Regions from separate parts of the Capra hircus genome. Here region 1 is linked to region 2. A link is a contact called in public Hi-C data. All regions are on one chromosome and are shown on one strand. The core of a region is the stretch at or near the end of the contact, and the rest is flanking DNA. Distances in the headings are between cores, read along the strand shown. Region 1 overlaps DESI1 (desumoylating isopeptidase 1). Region 2 holds the start of CSDC2 (cold shock domain-containing protein C2).

The links. A called contact is a pair of places that touch in the nucleus more often than the background predicts.
Region 1: a Hi-C map of blood shows a contact between it and region 2, with 5 times the contacts expected there. The contact joins the enhancer-like site here to the promoter of CSDC2 in region 2. A contact is called at or near these places in 2 of 5 Hi-C or Micro-C datasets (blood and liver).

The regions. Positions count from the first base shown.
Region 1 is chr5:111,611,856-111,617,357 of ARS1.2, reverse strand. DESI1 (desumoylating isopeptidase 1) reads left to right here. Exons shown (of 7, transcript XR_001918130.1): 6 at 1,046-1,930; 7 at 2,141-3,622. Among named protein-coding and RNA genes, the nearest start is that of PMM1, 19 kb to the right of the region's middle. Within about 2 kb of position 2,512, at least 2 of the 5 cell types and tissues checked have an H3K27ac peak or open chromatin away from gene starts, as enhancers often do.
Region 2 is chr5:111,569,607-111,574,669 of ARS1.2, reverse strand. It overlaps CSDC2 (cold shock domain-containing protein C2), which reads right to left and starts at 3,761. Exons shown (of 4, transcript XM_005681114.3): 1 at 3,420-3,761.

The DNA of each region.
Region 1 (5,502 bases), core at 1,263-3,762, 44 kb before region 2:
GACAACCTCCCAGTCAACCTTGTACCTCGTAGCACATAGACAGCCCTCAGTAGATGTTTTCTTCAAAAACACTCTGTAGCCCCTCCCACCCTGATGTGGTCCAAGCTCTGTGACCACCATCCAGGCAGTGTCTTTTCAGGGGACATGCATACTCAGTGCCATCGTACCCCTCCCTCCCCTTGCGTTCAGGCAGCCTCTGCCCACTGCACGACCAGGCCCATTTCCTGACTCTGACTCAGTTACTCTGAACTGAGGACCTGTCCAGCAGAGATCCTGACAAGTTTAGCAGGCTCAGCAAGGTGAGCTATCCTTCACACCTGAGTCAGAACCCCTCAGGAAACAAGGCTGTTGTCAGTGTCCAGCCAGCGAGGAGAGCCCCATGTCCCTGGCCCTGCCTTCCTACTCCTTAGTGGGCGTGTTAAACCCCACAGCAGGATCTAGGTTATGGGCCCTGAGTAGCTGGAGTGTTCTCGCTGCTATTATTTGATGCATGGAGTTCCTGGACTTGTCTGAATTAGGCTTACTATTTCTTGGTTTCCTCTGTTTATGCTTTAGAATTTTTCACTTCCTTTGAATTCAGGGATGGTTTTCAAAAATGGCAGTAGCCACTGAAGAAAAAAGAAAGCCAATAACTGAGATATTTTGCAGGCAACCCAATTTAAAGTTGTAGTAATCTTGGAAAGTCTCTTTTTTTATTTTTGGCTGTGCCACGCAGCATGTGGGATCTTAGTTCCCCAACCAGGGATCAAACCCACATCCCCTGCATTGGAAATAGGGGGTCTTAACCATTGGACCACCTGGGAAGTCCTGGAAAGTGTCTTAAAACTACAGTGTCTGCAGTCTTTTTTCCAGCTAAGCTACTCTGAGAGCAAACTGGGCAGTGGCATCAACACCTTCTGACAGCCTGCACCTGTCAGTTTTCCTGAGTACTGCCGATACCCCCAGAAGACCCCAGTCCCCCCGAAGTCCAACTGTGTGCCTTCCTCATTTCTGACTTTCTCATTTCACAAGCCCACCCGAGCACCCGTGTCTCTTCTCTCCGCAGGCCCTTCGGACAGGCCCTGAGGCCCTTCCTGGACTCCATTGCGATCCAGCCTCCCGGAGGGAGCCCGGTGGGCCGACCCAATGGCCAGAGCTAACCGGACTGCATGGGACCGCCCTGCCTCACCAGGGCTTTTCCTTTTTAAACAAAACAAACCCTACCAGATTTCTATTTTATAATTTTACATCAGAGCTAACAACCAGGGGACGGCTTTTTAAATTTCCCAGGGAAGGAAGTCACCAGGCTGCATGTAGGACACAGCTCCTAAGACACAGAACAAAATGCCATCCCTTCTAATAGTATTATACTAATTTATTAAGGCTCTCTTGTCTGTGAGTTCACTTTTGACGCTGCTTCCTAAGCGTCCTCCCCACTGGAGAAAGGGAGGGGCTTTGTTTAAGCAAGAGGCACCGTTTGGGGGAGACCCAGCCCAGAACCTCCTTGTAGAGAATGCCCATACTCCACCCAGGTTGCCACCTGCTGTGGGACCCAGGTGAGTTTCACATTATCCGTGACCTGGAAGTGGTTACTCGCCACCATGAAATGAACTAAAGGATTGGTGCACATGGGGCCAGTTTCAGGGAAATTCACCCAACCTAAGTGAACTCTAGCCACGATCTCTCTCGCCTTCCCTCCCCTCCCCCAGCAAGGCCAGGGGGCCCGGACTGGAGCAACCAAAAGCCTCAGGATGCGGGGAGAGTAACAGCAAGTGCCAGTCCAGAGGAAACAGGATAAAGCCATGCCCCCTTCCGCCTAGACTGATGGCCAGTCCTCTGACATCGCTCTAGGAGAGCCTGCCTTGCTGTCTACAGTCTGCTCTCCCTCCGTGTAGCTAACCTGTCACAGTTAATGAAGGTCTGGAGCAGCAGAGACCCAGGCCTTTTGTCTGTAAGTAATAATGTAGGTTATTGACAGTCATTGTACCCACCCCACCTAGACCAATATGCAGTATTCAGCTAGGGACCAAGAGGAAATTATTCCCTGCTCTTGGAAGATGTCCCTGATGTAGAAAGCATAATAATGCAGAATCAAGGTGGCAAGGAAATGTAGAGTTATTTCTGATAGGGACTTTTATAGTATCCTAAATGTGTTTTGCAGGCACGTGTTATTTCTGGTGTCCTGACTTGAAGGAAGCAAGATGGAGGGTGTGAGTGGCCATTTTCATAAAGGGCTGTTGGCCAGGAGCTTCAAGGCAGGGAACAATCTGGAAGTTTCTAACCTGGAGAGGCTTTCAGATTCTCTTGCTTCCTGTGAGCCCTTAAGTTGGGAGAGTGGATGTGGAGAACTCAGAGCTCCTTGGTGCCTGAGCCCCAGCCCTGGCCTCCATGGGCCCCTCCTGCCGCGGCTCCCACCAGTTCTCAGACTTGAATTACCCTCTCTCTCCTGGGGTCTGGCCTGCAGCAGCTGCCTTTCCTCTCCAAAGAGCTGCTGCTCACGTCTGGCCTCATCTCCCATCTCTGCCGTTATCATGGCAGCTGGCGTCGTCAGGTCTCAGCTGGAGGAAAAGATGTTCCTCTGCCTTAGTGTTTGCCTGTGACCTGAGCAGGGCACGTCCAGGATGATGAGCTGTGCTATCAAGTGACATTTTGGAACTTTTAAGATTGGGAGCTAAACCAGTGAGCACTTTAATCCTTCTCAAGACCCACTGATTTGCCAGTGTGCGTGGTAATGATACGTCAGAGCAGAAACTAGTAGGGCTGCTATTCAATGTGGACCGACTGGCAGAACTGGCCTGTGGAGCACGCGTTTCAGGCCGGGTTCCTTCTGGGAGGGCAGCATGCTGGTGGAGGCCACGGCTCTGCTGCGCAGCCAGGTGCTGTCCCTTTTTCAGCTCGCCTCGCCCAGCCCTCTCTCTTCCAGGCGCGTGCTCCAGACCCCTCTGCCCACGGCGCTGTGCTCTGGCCAGAGGATGATGGGCCTCACAAGCTCCTCCTGTTCTCTGTCCTCCCCCACATCCGGGCTCAGTTGATTTCTCTCCTCCTAGTAGTCACCTCCAGACTCAGGGCCGTACCACGAAGTCAGCCTGAGCTGCTCCCCTGAGAGACTTTGAGTCCTTCGGTTCACGGAAAGTCGCCCTTCATGCGCAACAGCCATTTGTGCCAAAGCCCGTGCCTTAGGGCTTGCTGGGGACATGGAGGGAGCAGGAAGCCTTCCCCTCAGCTCTGCAGGAAGGCAAACCTTCCCTCCCCCACCCTAGTCCCACTGTCACTAACTGGAAGCCCAGGCTCAGGCTAGGACCCCCAACCCCATCCTCACATTTCTTTGTATCCCAGAACCTCAGGAGCCTGCTGCTTGTGACCAGCTAGCTCCACCTGGGCACACACAGGCAAGCGGAATGAGAGAGGAGGCGTGTGTGATTGTATCACAGTGGGGCGCCCCCATCAACACCCATGGGTCTAAAGGGGCAGAGGGGGAGGAGAGGGGATGAAACTGTCACCCCCCTCCCAGAAATAAAGTTTGTACCTTGGAAATTCCTTTCCACCCTTGAAGTCAAGCTAATAATTGTGTCTAGTATGGAGGTGTTTGCTGGTTTTCTTTGGTATTTTTTCTAATGCAATAAACTCACTTCTGCCTGCTGCATTTGTGTGCTGCTTGAGGGTCTGAGTCTGAAGCCAACGTGAAGCAACTTCAGGCTGCTGCTGTTTCTGTCTCCCTCTGAGCTTAGCTTTGCTGAGTCTAGACATGCTGCCCTTGCTCGGCTCTACGCCTCCTGGTAAAAAGTGATGAGAGCAGGGAAGAATCTATGACTCACCACTGGACTATAAAGGTGGAGAAGGCCCAGAGAGAGCTTGACTAGCCTAAGGTCACCTCGTGGTTGGGGGTGGAGAAAGGCTCAGAAGCCTGGTGTGCTGGGGCCTCAGAGGACATCCACCTCACAAGAAGGGTCCACTTCTGGCTTCAGTTTGGCTGTAGGCTGGGTCTGTGGCCCCGGGGATCTCTCCCCACCTTGTTACCATCACCTCACTGAACAAGTGTTGGGGTGGATGGACAGCTCTCTGAATGACCCCTGATATGACCAGACATATCAGCTTGGTGGTGAGTGTCTGCGGGTTCAGTCAGGTCAATTGGAGTGAGCACCTTCCCCTCACAATGGATGTGAGATGTGAGCACTGGTCCCATTTTACAGATGGGCAAGTGGGTGCAGAGGTGGCGAGTGGCTGAGCTCTTGAATCCAGGCCATGTTCTCACCACCACCCAGCTGAGACATCATCATTGAGGCACTGCCCCTTTCCAACGCGCTAGCTTAAAAAAAGCAAGAAGGGGTAAGAGGCGGGAGGGAGGTTCAAGAGGGAGGAGACATATGTATACCCATGGCTGATTCATGTTGATGTTGGCAGAAATCACAATATTGTAAAGCAATTATCCTTCAATTAAAAACATTTAAAAAGAGCAAGAGTTTCTGTCTTTCCAGAAGACACAGGGCGGGTGGCTTTAGCTGACATATTTGCTTCCCAAGAGCTGGCATTTTTAGGGTCAGAAGTCCTTAGGGGGAACCTAGTCCAGGGAATTACCTAATTGGTCTAGTTCTTAGGATCTGGCACTTTCACTGCCCTGGGCTGGGTTCTATCCCTGGTCAGGGAACTAGATCCTACACACCACAAAGAAGATCCTATGTGTGGCAACTAAGACGCTTAATTAATTTCAAAATACAGTAAACAAATCTGAGAACTAAATGACAAAATGCAGATCTGAGAGAAGAGCATTTCAGGCAGAGAGAGCAGCAGCAAGTGAGAAAATGTCAGAGGGACTGAATGGAACTTGAGCAGAGGGGGTGGTGGGAGATGTTGAAGCTGGAGAGTGAGTGGGCCCAGTAGGTCAAAGATCAACGTGACTGGTTTGCACTGTTGAGAACAGACGGGGCGGGGGAGTTGGGGTGGACAGATGGCAAGAGGAGCAGCAGGAAATCAGGGAGGAGGACAGTATAGCTGTCAGGCAAGAGGTGAGGGGAACTGTACCTCTGCCGTGTGTCCGGAGCTGTGAAGAAGCCCTTCAGACTGGTTTGGTCCCTGTCCCCCGGGCGCTTAGAATGTCAAGAAAAATGGAACAGCCCCTGTGAAACACGCAAAGGCAAGAGCTACCAGGACTGAGGGCTGCTGTCAGCTACATGGCCCGCTTCTGTGAGCTTTTAATGTACTGTTCCAGCTCTATTTGGATGTGCTTAGATTTCTTAGTTTGTTTTTTCCAAAAGGAAAGAAGTTGGGATTATATGAGCTTCCCTGCTGGCTGAAACGGTAAAGAATCTGCCTGCAATGCAGGAGTTGCAGGAGACAGTTTCGATCCCTGGGTCGGGAAGATCCCCTGGAGAAGGGAATGGCAGCCTGCTCCAGTATTCTTGCCTGGGAAATCCCATGGACAGAGGAACCTGGCAGGCTCCAGTCCATGGGGTCACAAAGAGTCGGACACAACTGAGCAACTAAGCACTTTCATGTGAGTATAAAGATAACATATATTTAGAAGAT
Region 2 (5,063 bases), core at 2,512-5,011:
AGAGTATTTTGGTTCTGACCCTGCCAGCCAAGCTCCTCTTCATTTCCCTGCATGCAGATCAAGCCCCAGTAATTCCGCAGACAAAAGGCCAGGGGAGGGAAAAATAAAACAGCAGAGCTGTTCAGAGATAACCCTAGGCAAGGTCCTGATACAGCATCATGGGGCTGTGAAGGTGATTCAGCCACATCAGCAGGTGACCATCAGCCTGGTGTTGGGGCTCCTCCAATCATCCACTCCCCCAAAAGAACTGGGCAGGAGATGGCTGTCAGAGTCTTCTGTTGACCCTGTGAATCCCTTTCCTTTTGGGCAGGTCAGGGAAACGAAGCTGGCTCAACCACCCGGTGCTGTGAGACCTAGGGCAAGCACCTGCCCTTCTCTGGACCTCAATTTTCTCCTCGGCTACATGAATCATCATTGATCCTGATGACGCATGAGGGTCACTCCACCTCTCCTCTGAGGTTGTCAAAAACACACGTGTAACTGAGTGTGACTGCCAGGCACTGGGACAACAAACAGAAGAGACAGCCCTGCCTTAAGAGAGCCCAGGTCCGGGGGGAACGGACAGACAAGCAGAACACAGGGTGGTTGGTCACAACAAGATCATGGCCACCATCGATGGATTAGTAACCACGTGCCAAGAGGTGTGCAAGCCCTTTGCCCCCTTTCCTCATTTATTCCTCACAACAGCCCTACAAGGTAATTATCATTATAACCCCATTCTTCAGAGGAGTAAACTGAGGCCCAGAGAGGTGAAGAGTCTTGCTGGGGTCACACAGCCAGTTGGGGCCTGCACTTTAGCATCCTGGAGATGTTTGGTTGGGGGGGCTGGGACAGAGGCCTCAGGCAGGAGGGAGGGAGGGAGGACCTGCGCGTCCCTGCAAGCTCCTGCCGCCCCTGCAGAAGGAAGAACGGGGCTTGGGGTTCTATTCCTGGCTTTGTGCTGACTCAGACCGTGACCTTGGGTGAGTCACTTGCCAACTACGGCAAGCTTAAAAACAACTCCCTCCATAAAAGCATCCCAGCCCAAGCCCCCACTGAGAAGGGACAGACAGTGGGAGGCGTGGGTCTGATGGCTTAGGGGGAAGGACAGGGAACACGGGGTGATGGCGGAAGGGCTTTCCGGACTTTGAGGGCTTACCCAGGGTGGGCCTGAGGAGGGCGTGGAGACAGCCTCAAGCCCACCAGGCAGAAGCTGGCTCTTCCCCAGTGCCCCTGCCCTCTCCCAGCCTCTCAGACACTCCTTAAAATACATCAGTGCCAAAGCTGCTGGAGCAGCTGGAGGTGACCTAATTAAACCTGGTTCTTTCCCTCTCCCACAGCGTGTGTGTGTGTGTGTGTGTGTGTGTGTTTGTGTGCATGCGTGTGTGTGTGTACGGGGCAGGCGTTGGGGGGGGGGGGCACTGCCCCAGCCAATACTTGAGCTTAATTGAGACCCTTTAACTCTCCTCCTTGTTATGTCCCCAGGTTGCCCTGGAGGGCTCCTATGATTAAGGCCTTTGGGCTTTGTGGGCATTAGTGAGGGTATGAATGCCAGGATGGGCACCACGAGAGAGCCCTGCTCACATCCCAGCCCCGCCGGGCTGTATGACCGTGGGCAAGTTGCTTTCCCACTCTGAGCCCTCCTTGGAAAGAGGAATGGACAGGTCAAAGTCACACTTAAGAGTGGCTGAGCTTGAACTCAAATGCCAGGTCACTTATCCTGGTGCCCATCATTTTGCTGGCTTGGGGCAGAGGGGAAGAGCTGCCCCATTGCTTTTTGTCTCCCATCTTAATAGTCTGTGTGGAGAAAGGTCTGAATTGCCCCGAGCCCTCCTCTTCCCACCAGGCTTCAGGTCCTGGCCGCGCTAGTTGTGACCAGTATGATCAGCTCAGCCAGGCCCTGAGCGCCCTCTGCTGGTGCCACTCCTGGGGACTTGCCTCCAGACCAGCCTGCGGGTTTCCCTCCCTCACCAGCCGGCAGTGTGGGACCCCCGAGGTCCTCCTAGGGAGGCTCCCCCGACGGCCAGCGGACTTCCGTGACCACTGCCCATCCCTGGGAGAAACCTCTGTGGCCAAGATTGTCCTCTGGCCTCTCCCAGGCCCTTGTGAGCTGGTTCCTACTTACACCTGTCTTTTCTTTTTGTTGTTTTTTTTTGGAGGAGGGTCAGACAGACCCAGAAGGGCGGGGCAAATATGGGAAATAGATGTTTTTGGAAAAGACTTCAAGGAAACGCTGAGGGGAGGAGATACCCAGAATTTGGTGGACTCAGAGGCTTCTGAGAAAGAGCCAGGCCTGCAGGACAGGCGCTCCATCCCCCAGGGGGCTGCAGACAGCCCCCTTCCCAGGGAGAGGCCTCCCCTGGAGCTCTCGGAAAGGTGGCCCACCCTCTACCCGGGTGCACTTCCTCCTCCCCTCCCCCAGCCCCAGCGGATGAGGCAGTTCACAGTCTGTATTTATTATTGTTCTCGCTCCCCGCGGCCCCCTCCCCTCTCCCTGGGAAGAGTCTGCAGGCTGGCAGATTGGCAGGAACCTGCTGTCTCCCTTGTGGATGCCAGCATCACCCCTTATCTCTGCCTGGACTCCTTGTGCCAGGGTCAGGCCACTTGGGGACTTGGCACTACTACCCAAGGCTGCCTGAGTACATGAATCCCACGGCACGGGATCCAGTGGACCCTGGCTGATCACCCCTGCCCTCCAGGGGCTGCGCCCTGGCAAGGGTGGAGGTCAGCTCGAGACCAGCCTGCAGGGGAGAGGAGTGGCCTTGGGAGAAGCAAAAGCTCCTGGTAGGGGTGGCTCCAAGGCCAAGGGGGAAATAAAAGCGTGGAGCCACCTCTCCAAGCCAATTAGCCCAATTATCCCCAACACATCGCGGAAGAAGCAGAGTCAGGATGAGACAGCTGCTCCAGGTCCAACTGTCTGCTGGCCACCCCGCCCCCCCCACCCCTGACGGTCCCTCCCTGGCCCCAGCCCCGAATTCCAGGGGGAACGATCCATGTTGCTCCCTGCTGCACTCTGCTTTCAGCGTCTGGTAGGAACCCAATTATTCTCCAGTCATTTCTCTCCCCTCTGGTTCCCAGACAGGAGGCTGCGGCTACAGCTTGGCAGGTGTCTGCTGTTCTCTGCCTCTTGAGCCAGACATAAGTCCCAGACACACACACGCACATACCCACACCCTTTCACAGGGAACCATGCAGCCTCAGCTTCCCCTGGGGGCCAGGCAGAGCAAGGGAGGGGGGCGGGATGGCCGGGTGGGCTCTTCCACGCTCACACATGCCTGCCTCTCCTCTGTAAACTGGACTGGGCTGGGCCAGCCCCAGGGGAGGGGGCCCACCTTCCCAGAGCACCCCACCCCCCGCCATTGCACCTCCCTCTGCCCCCCCATCGTTAAAGCCAGTTTCCCGAGCTGGAGCGCCTGAGGCCCCAGGGTCTAGCCCCTTACCTCTCTCTGACAGCCGAGGTCCCACACAGCCTCCCGCAGCCGTTCAGACTCGGCCTCTCTCTGGCGTGCTTGGAGCTGATGAGCAGGGATGGGTCTGAGAGATGTGCTCTGTGTCTGACTCCGTGTGTGTGTGTGTGTGTGTGTGTGTGTGTGTGTGTGAGCATGCGGCACCTCAGGCCCCTCACTCACTCACACACGCCTTCCTCCTGACGTCAGGAAGAGCAGGAGGGAGGGACCAGGGTGGGAATTTGTACTCCCTGCTTAAAGGGACACCGGGCCCCTGAGTCAGACACGGGCGGTGTGAGAGAGTGAGCTGCGTCTCTCGGGGGCCCCGAAGCTTCTTTTTCTGGAAAGTGGCTTTTATTGCCAGGCCAGGGTATAATTTGCCCTGCCAGGTGGGAGTAGCTGCTGAGGAATGCAAGGGGGAAGAGCTTGGGGACAGCCTGCATTCCTGGCAGTTAGAGAGCAAGGAGGGTGGTGAGTGTGTGTGTGTGTGTTTGTCTGTGTGTCTGCCAGGAGGCTGTGGGGTGGACGGTGAGTCTGGAAGAGTGGAGGCCGCAGCAGGGCCCCAGGGACTCGCCAGCCTCCCTCTCCTTTCTGTCCCCTCGGCAGAGTGGCCCCTGCCCTCCACAGCTCCCTCCTCCCTTGGCTCTGGGCTCCTCCTCAGTGAACCCATGTGGGCAAGTCTAGTCGCAAGAACTCATGTCTTCCTCTGTCTAGCCCGTGGCAGACCCTGAGCTGTTTCTGCTGGATTGAACTGAATTGAAGAGGCCCCTAAGGGAGTGAAAGGTAGCTACACACACATACACACACACACACACACACACAGACACACACACACACACACACACAGCCTCCACAGCCTGGGAAGGCCTGGGTGTGAGTCTCCGCCCTAGCGCTTCCAAGCTGGGTGACCTGGGCAAGCTTCTCACGACTCTGGTCCCCCATGAGCTCTGGAAAGCAGAGAAGGAGGCCCTTGCTGAGGGGGCTGTTGGAGGCTCCAGGGCAGCTTGTGTACAAGCCTGGCTGGAGGAGGCCCCCCCCCAAGACTGGCTCCTCGTCCCCCTACCCATCCCTTCTCCTCAGGAAAGAAGAAAGTCGGTCCTTCGTATATCTTTAGTACAGCTGACGCAGCCTGGCATTTTCCAAAGAAGTCTTATTAAAATAAAAAGGAGCAGAGAGTTTTAAGGGAGACCAGAAAGATACAAATACCTAATAAAAGTGGCTAGCAAGAGGCACTGAGGGCGAACCAGTGAGTTGTGTGACGTAGGAGTCAATGGACAAATGATGTGGGCAGAACTGCAGGAAGAGAACTTCTCTGGCACAAGGGCAGTGACTTTTTAAAACATATTTTTAAAATATCTGTGTATTTATTTAGTCCTGCTGAGTCTTAGTGTTGGCATGTGGGCTCTGGCCCCCTGACCAGGGTCGATCCCCGGCCCCCCGCATCGGGAGCACAGAGTCCCTGCTGCAGGGCCACCAGGAAGTCCCAAAGGCGGTACCTGAAGTAGAGAGGTCCGGAGCTGGTCCAGCCTTGAGTCCTGATGGCTGCACGGTGGATCACGGGCCAGCAGAGAGAAGTAGTCAGGGAGGACCTCTCTGGAGTGATGATGTTTAAGCTGAGCCTCTGGTGACACAAAGCAG